Linked DNA regions of Mus musculus: region 2 is linked to region 1. The links are chromatin contacts, called in public Hi-C maps. All regions are on one chromosome and are shown on one strand. Each heading gives the region's core, a stretch centred on a gene start, on an enhancer-like site or on the middle of the called end of the contact. The rest is flanking DNA. Distances are from core to core; before and after follow the strand shown. Region 1 has its middle 39 kb from the start of Hmgn2. Region 2 overlaps Crybg2 (crystallin beta-gamma domain containing 2).

Region 1 (3,810 bases), core at 139-2,638:
TCGAGGCCAGCCTGGTCTACAGAGTGAGTTCCAGGACAGCCAGGGCTACACAGAAAAACCCTGTCTCAAAAAAAAAAAAAAAAAAAAAAAAGAATAGCAAGTTCTCTTGGCCACTAATTACCCCTGGACTGTCTCAGACCCATCAGCTCCCGAATAATGACACGGAGACTTCGTACTGTTATTTATGAGAGCTTAGACACTATAGCTAGGCATCTTCCTGCTAGCTCCAACCCGACTAGTTCCAGTTCACAACCACAGGGCCCATTCCCTCTCATTATCACTACATGTCTCTATCTCGAATCCTACCCCCGATCGATTCTTCCCACAATTCCTCCCTCTACCCAGAAGTCCTGCCTTTTCTTTCCTGCTTCAGCTATTGGCTATCAGAACTAATCAGAAGGTTATGGAGATGATGTCTACAAAATATTGAGACAGGTGATGACCCATAAAAGTAATGCCCAAGTATGGCCAGTACTTAACTCTCTGGGGGACAGAAATCAACGTTTGATTAATACATAGACACCCTTTACACAGAGTGCAAAATGATTATCCTGACAACTAAGCCTTCGATCCAGCCCAAAATTTCGTGCTTAATATTTTCCTGTCTTTTGTACCCATTATATTCCGTAGGGTCCAAACTACAAGTAGCAAAGTGAGGACAGAAATCAGGAATTGATAGATGTGTGAAATTTAAATAATGAAAAGGTCAAAAGTGTCTCAGCAAAGTTTCGGGGTTTTTTTGTGTTTTTGTTTTGGTTTTGGTTGGTTTTTTCGAGACAGGATTTCTGTGTAGCCCTGGCTGTCCTCAAACTCACTTTGAAGACCAGGCTGGCCTCGAACTCAGAAATCCACCTGCCTTTGCCTCCCAAGTGCTGGGATTAAAGGCGTGTGCCACCATGCCCGGTGCAAACAGTTTTAACAATCGACTCTATAGTGATTAATCTGTAAATATTATTAGAAATTTTGAAAAATAAATGCATTTCTTTCTCTTTTGACAGGGAGTCATTTAGCTCAAACTGACTTTGAACTCCCGACTCTCCTGCAGTATTAATTCCAAATGCAGGAGCTGGAGCAGAGGCCATAGAGGGACGCTGCTTACTGGCTTGCTGTCAGTGGCTTGCTCAGCCTGCTTCTTTAGAGACTTCAGGACTCAGGCCAAGGATGGCACCACCCACAACGGGCTGGGCCCTTCCCCATCAATCACTAACTAAGGAAACTCCACGGGCTTGCCCGCAGCCCGATCTATGAAGGCATTTTCCTGACTCTCTCATTTCAGATGACTCCAGCTTCTGTCAAGTTGGCATAAAACTGGCCAGCACAGCTTTAATCTTTGGGATTTCCTGAATTGTTCTACATACAAGTACAGGGTGTCTGTCTTCTATGCTTTTCCTGTAAACTAACCGGGAAAATCTATTAAAGCATAAAACAAATAGAGGGTGTGGTTGTCTACAGGAGAAGCATCACCGTGGGCTCGGGTAACTGAACCGGGGTCTCCGGTGAGTGGTGCTGCCCCAGGCGGTTGTGGGACCTTTGGGAGGAGTGGTCTTTGCAGGGGGAAGAACTTCATCCGGGCCTTTGAGAGGTTGTAACCCCACTTCCTCTTAGCCCCCTCTGCTTCCCACGTGAGGAGTAAAGTGATCTCTGACCTTCCTGCTCTAACTGCCATTTGCTACACTCCACAGGACTCTCTCTCTCTCTGTAATTGTAAGGCCGACTGAACACTTCCTAAAGTTTGCTTTTGGTCACAGCGGTTTTATACAGCAACAGAAAAGCAACTAATACAGACGGCGTGGGACCCTGGAATTCAAAGAACAAAAACCACCAAAGCCATAGCATCTTTATGATGGCCTCCACCGTTTCCTGTCATTGCCCATCACAGACAGGCTTATCCCATTATGACGTCATGTGTCCCTTCCTTCTGGGACTGCAGCTCAGTGGGAGGGGTTCTTGCCTGGCACACAGCTTGTCACACTTTGGTTCCCAGTGCTGCTGAAAGTGAGGAAACCATATCGAGTTTCTCTTTTCACCAGGCAATGGTGGCGCACACCTTTGATTCCAGCATTCAGGAGGAAGCCAGCAGATCTCTCTGAGTTTGAGGCCAGCCTGCTCTAAAGAGTGAGTTCCATGGGACTGGAGAGATGGCTCAGCGGTTAAGAGCAGGGACTACTCTTCCAGAGGTCCTGAGTTCAAATTTCTGTAACCACATGGTGGCTCACAACCATGTGTAATGATGTCTGACGCCCTCTTCTGGTGTGTCTGAAGACAGCTACAGTGTACTTAGATATAATGATAAATCTTTACAAATAAATAAACAAATAGTGTTCCTATCTCCAACCTGGAAAAGCTTGCCCTTACTAATTTATTATCAGCCCTAAACTACAGTGGCTGGTCCCACTTGGCCCCTGTCAAACATCAATGGCCACCCCCTGTAGTAGTAGTGGCCACAGGCCCCAGCTCCCCCTCCCCCAGCCCTTGCCTCGGAGACCACATGGTTTCTGTGTTCTTCCCCTCAAAAACATGGCAGAAAACCTCTCTCCTTTTCCTCCTGGCACCCAGAAGTCCCGCCTATAACTTCCACCCAGCAATTGGCCTCCGACTTTCTTTACTGGCAAATCAAGAACTAATTGTAGAACAAGACCTTAGCATCAGAACTGCCCTCTTCTTTTCTTTTCTTTTCTTTTCTTTTCTTTTCTTTTCTTTTCTTTTCTTTTCTTTTCTTTTCTTTTCTTTTCTTTTCTTTTCTTTTCTTTTCTTTTCTTTTCTTTTCTTTTCTTTCCTTCTCTTTTCTTTTCTTTTTTTTTCTTTCCTTTCCTTTCCTTTACTTTCCTTTTCTTTTTTTTTTTTCTTTTTTTTTTTTTGAGACAGGGTTACTCTGTGTAGCCCTGGCTGTCCTGGGAACTCACTTTGTAGACCAGGCTGGCCTCGAACTCAGAATCCACCTGCCTCTGCCTCCCAAGTGCTGGGATTAAAGGCGTGCACCACCACGCCCAATTTAGAACTGTCCTTTTCAAGGTCTTGAGTTCGGGTCCTAAGAACCTAGGGAAGCCTGTGTACTAGCATTGCACCCCTAACTTCAGCTTGCTTATGTAGTAGCACTGCACCCCTAATCTCAGCTTGCCCAACAAAACATTGGAGGCAGAGACTACAGACTCCCTGGAAGCTCCAAAGCCAGCCAGCCTGTTCTACAGGAAGTGATCATCAGTATAAGGCCCTCCCTCTAACATACACAAGTTGTCTTCTGACCCCTGAGCTTATTCATGGACATGCACACATGAACACGTATGAACACTCACACATATAAAAAACGTACACACGTATATGTGTCATACACACATAAAAAACATTACTTGTATACTAACTTTTAAAAAGTTAAATAAAGGGCTGGATGTTGGGGGGCAGGCTTGTCCCTGCAGGTATCACAGATGTTGGGGCTGGGGGAGGACCTTGAAGAGATAAGAAGGGAAACTCGGCCAATCAGACTAGATCAAACCTTTCAGAGAGTCTGACTCCATAGTTTAATTTTCTTACACATTTAAAGATAGTAAAACTTTGAGGGGAAAGTCTTCATGTGACAGTTCTCATAACAAAACTTCACTGATGGGGTTGGTGAGATGGCTCAGCGGGTAAGAGCACCTGACTGCTCTTCTGAAGGTCCTGAGTTCAAGTCCCAGCAACCACATGGTGGCTCACAACCATCCATAAGGAGATCTGACTGGTGTGTCTGAAGACAGCTGCAGTGTACTTACATATAATAAATAAATATTTTTAAAAAACTTCACTGATGACTACATCGAAATTTCCTTACAAAAT
Region 2 (4,041 bases), core at 182-2,681, 150 kb before region 1:
TAATTAAAGAAGAAGGAATAAATTTGGTAATTACCCTCTGGTAAAAGGAAAGGCAAGACTCATGGGTCTCACACCTATGCAATAGCAAGTTTATGTCATCATTACACAGACTTGCCAACAAAAATCAGACAACTTATCCCTCAATTTAGCTGCCAGTTGTGGAAAAAGAGAGAGATAGAGAGAGAAAGAGAGAGAGAGAAGATGGGAAGCATATGAGTAAGATGGTTACGTTCCTTCAAACAAACATATAGTAGCAAACAAGGAGGGGAGGAAGATTCGTGGACAGAACGGGGTCAAGTCAAGCAAGGCCATTTGTGACCTTCACTGGGTCCCGAGAGCAGCAGCTAATCCGCTGGACATGGACAGGGTCTATGTATGTAACTATGCCACTGACCTGTGCCTATGTGGGTGTGGAGAGCCTTTCTATGGCTCCCCCTCCCCCCCTCCAAACATCCCCAAAGCTTTCCTGTAACACAGGCACCTGCTCTAAAAGTTCGAAACAGGGTTTCTTTCTGTGTGGCCCTGGCTGTCTGGGAACTCATTTTGTAGACTAGGCTAGCCTTAGACTCACAGAGAACCACCTGCCACTGCCTCCCGAGTGCTGGGATTAAATGTGTGCCACCACTGCCTGGCTACTCTTTAGATTTAAACAAAACAACTTATTTTATTTGTATGAGTGTCTAGCCTGTATGGACGTATGGCCAATGCAGTGGTAAGAAGGTAAACTGCTCCTGTAGACTTCTAGGGAGTAGCTAGACTTCTAGGGAGTAGCTAGACTTCTAGGGAGTAGCTGGAACTAGAATTAGGATGGCTGTGAGCTGCCTGACCTGACTCCTTTCTCCCCTTGCCTCTCCCAGCACTCTGGGCTCTACCCAATCCACCTGCTCACCTGCCACCGTGGACCCGGCATGACTGGGGATGGAAGGAAGCAGGCAGAGAGGCTTGGTCATCCTCAAAGGAAATGTGGTCGCCCAGAAAGTTGGGGCCTGAGAAAAGCTGAATCTGGAAGACAGAGAGGTGACGAGGTTAGAGTGAAAAAAGAGGCGAGGGGCAAGGGTAAAGGCCAAGGGAAGTTTTGACACGAAGGCTGTGAAGAGCCTACCAGATCTCCGTGCAGCCGCCTCCTTACCTTCGTGACAAAGTGAAGATCGCTCTCCCCCACCTGAAGGAAGAGATCAGCGCTGTGACTGAAGGAGGAGGCCAGCCTCTACCCGCAGCCACTGAGATTCAAAACCATTGTGGCTATCCCTCAGTCCAGCATCGACAGGCTCCGCCCCTATTGAGACCCCGCCCCTAAGATGTTACTGCTCATAGCCCCGCCCCCTTACGGGGCACTGAGCCCCAGTTCCCGCCCTCAATATCCTGCCCACCCTCCTGCCTCCGTCCCTCCTGGCCAAGACCTTCCTCTTCCTGCCTTAACTAAGCAGCCAGGGCGAGCCACCTGGCCCCGCCCAACGGCCCGCCCCCGGTCACGCCCATCGCTCAGATACACACCTGCACAACTGGCTGAAGGGAGCCAAGGGCGCAATTGCCGGAGCCCCAGTCGTCGCAGTTACGGTACACGCCCTTCTCCAGGATGAACTGTTCGCCGGAGAAGCCAACCCGCTCATAGGCCACCCACCTGCGGGGAGGGCGTGGGATGGGTCGGCGAGGGCGGGGTCCGCAATGCTCCTGGGCCCGCCCTGCGCCTGGGGCGGGGATTACTCACACGCCGCTGAGCACGTGGATGGCTTGCGTGCTGGGTCCGTGCTGGGCTAGCTCCACATCCGGCAGTGCAGAACTCACCTCCACTCTGTGTCCCTGGAAGTCCATGTCCTCAAACAGCACCACGGCCGGGTCTCCAAAGTCCTGGGGCCCCCCGAGACAGTCAGGTTTCTCCCAGACAACGATGCAAACCCGTAGGAGTGCCCAGATCTCAGGGAAACCACCCACCCCGGGATTAGGTGTGAGGCATATGCTGGGGAAAAGCCACAGGAGGGAGGCTAGCTCTTGGGGGGCATTCTGCCGGGGAGAACAGACTGAGGGGTGCAAATTCTTCTCTCAAATTGTGCTGTGGACGTTGGGGTGTGGCCAAGCAGCCCAATTGCCTCTGCTCACCGTCCGGATGACCCGCAGGGAGGTCAGCAGCTCATCGTAGCCTCCCCAGTTTGACCAGTCAGCATATTCGCCCTCTTCTAGTAGGTACTGGTGACCCCGGAAGCCCTCCTTCTCATAGCCTACCCAGCTAGGGGAAGGGGAAAGATAGGCCAAGACACCGGTGAATCTACCAGACAGCCCCAGTCACTCTCCACCCACCAAGGGTAAAAACATGCAGGGACAGGGCAGATAGAAGAAATCTCTTCAATCCTCACCAGCCCCCAAGGATTCGCAGGGACCCCACGGAGGTCAGCTGGGGACTCTGGCTGTCCTCAGGCTGCTGAAGGTTGTAGATGTCTCTGCTTACTTCCCAGCTCTGCCCCTGAAAACCTGGTGCCTCATACACCACAGCCTGGATGAAAGGGGAGCCCCGGTGATAAAAGGTGAATCTGGCTTTCTAGGAATGGCTGTACACAACACCAACCTGGAGCCCCCATCCTCCCTGTGAGCATTGCTGCCTGTGTGCTCCGACCTCTAGCCAGATTCACACACCAAAGCCATAAACTGATGAGCCCACCTAGACTCCTGTGCCCTCAGCCCCTCAAGGCCCGGATCTCCTGTCCTGGTCACAGTGACAACCACTCAGACACACCAAATACCCTTAGATCTGGTCTGTCCCCCTTACCTTGGGTTCCCCTGGCTTCTCCACGCTTGGGCAGCCCTGCAAAAGAGACATGGCTGAAAGGCTAGTCCAGAGGTGGCTAAAGACAAATTAAGACCTGGGAAATCTAGATTTTCCTTGATCCTAAGACTCCTAAGAATTGCAGCCCCATATTTCCCCTTTTCTCTCCCATTGACCCTGTGCCACACCTCAGGTTAGTCCCCTCTCTCCTCCAGTCCAGTTTCCAGTAGGAGCTCTGGGCCAGTGAGGCACCAAGGAACTGATCTATGGTATTCCCCCATCTCTGCCCTCAGGTGCAGGGCCACCCAACATGGGACTAGGGACAGAGGGGCCTGTGGGTGTCCCATGCTCCTTACCAATCTCATTGGCTTTAGTGAACCCACACTGGGGCCTGATGTTCCCCAGGCCTCCAATGTAGGGTATTCTCCGGGCTCTAGGATATAGGGAGTATCTTCAAAGAATGGCTTGGGGTAGAGCAGCCACCTGGGGGAGAAACAGAGAAGCCACTGAACTCCTTAGGACAAAGACTTGGCATGGTGGGGCAGTTTAGAGGAGAGGAAGGGTTTTTGAGGGGTCCTTGCATAGGGATAGCAGAGAAGACATCCCTATTCTCCATTCTAGAAGCTGGTCCTTGATGTCCCTTCCTGTGGCTGGCCTCTGGCAACCACACACAGCAGTTAAGAGTTCTTTCTTGGGCTGGAGCAATAGCTCAGCAGTTAAGAGCACCGACTGCTCTTCCAAAGGTCCTGAGTTCAAATCCCAGTAACCACATGGTGGCTCACAACCATCTGTACAGTTACAGTGTACTCACATACATAAAATAAATAGATAAATCTTTATAAAAACCCAAGTAGTTCTCAAAGGAAAGCCAAGCTACACATGGGCCCATGATCCTCCTTCCTTGGCACTTCAGAGCATCACTGCTCATACTGGATCTTTTGTAGTCTGATTCTAAGGGTGGGACCCAGGAGCTCAGACCTGCTAAAAGTGTGCACCCAACCACTGGGTAACTCCTAGTCCCAGACCACGCTTTCTGTTTTATTCTGTCTGTCTGTCTGTCTGTCGATCGATCAACATAGTTCAAGGTGGCTTTGAAATCCTGGTGGCAATCCTTCTGCAGCCACCTCCCCAGTGATGGGATTGGAATCATGTGATGCGTCACCTGACCGGGTCTAAACTTTGGTAGATGTAGCCCTTTCATTCCTCTTGTCACATGCTGGTCCCTCATCCAGATAGACTCCTTCCCCAGGTACATAGTTAACAAATATTTCAGGGCCGGCTTC

Evidence for each region. A called contact is a pair of places that touch in the nucleus more often than the background predicts.
Region 2: a contact with region 1 is called in a Hi-C map of the N1E-115 cell line, with 8 times the contacts expected there. The contact joins two enhancer-like sites. A contact is called at or near these places in 7 of 484 Hi-C or Micro-C datasets (the N1E-115 cell line, Th1 cells, cerebral cortex and 2 more), 10 of 115 datasets of contacts at active chromatin or transcription factors (the 230-238 cell line, bone marrow-derived dendritic cells, effector CD8 T cells and 4 more) and 3 of 9 other capture datasets (adipose tissue, liver and pancreatic islet).

Annotation. Positions count from the first base shown.
Region 1 is chr4:133,926,884-133,930,693 of GRCm38.p6, reverse strand. No RefSeq gene overlaps it. Among named protein-coding and RNA genes, the nearest start is that of Hmgn2, 39 kb to the left of the region's middle. Within about 2 kb of position 1,388, at least 100 of the 459 cell types and tissues checked have an H3K27ac peak or open chromatin away from gene starts, as enhancers often do. A contact at or near this core is called in the N1E-115 cell line, Th1 cells and embryonic stem cells, where this site is marked.
Region 2 is chr4:134,079,536-134,083,576 of GRCm38.p6, reverse strand. Crybg2 (crystallin beta-gamma domain containing 2) reads right to left here. Exons shown (of 20, transcript NM_001162970.1): 7 at 3,115-3,241; 8 at 2,762-2,797; 9 at 2,352-2,488; 10 at 2,098-2,224; 11 at 1,709-1,848; 12 at 1,495-1,621; 13 at 1,130-1,162; 14 at 890-1,002. Among named protein-coding and RNA genes, the nearest start is that of Crybg2, 13 kb to the right of the region's middle. Within about 2 kb of position 1,431, at least 220 of the 459 cell types and tissues checked have an H3K27ac peak or open chromatin away from gene starts, as enhancers often do. A contact at or near this core is called in the N1E-115 cell line, Th1 cells and embryonic stem cells, where this site is marked.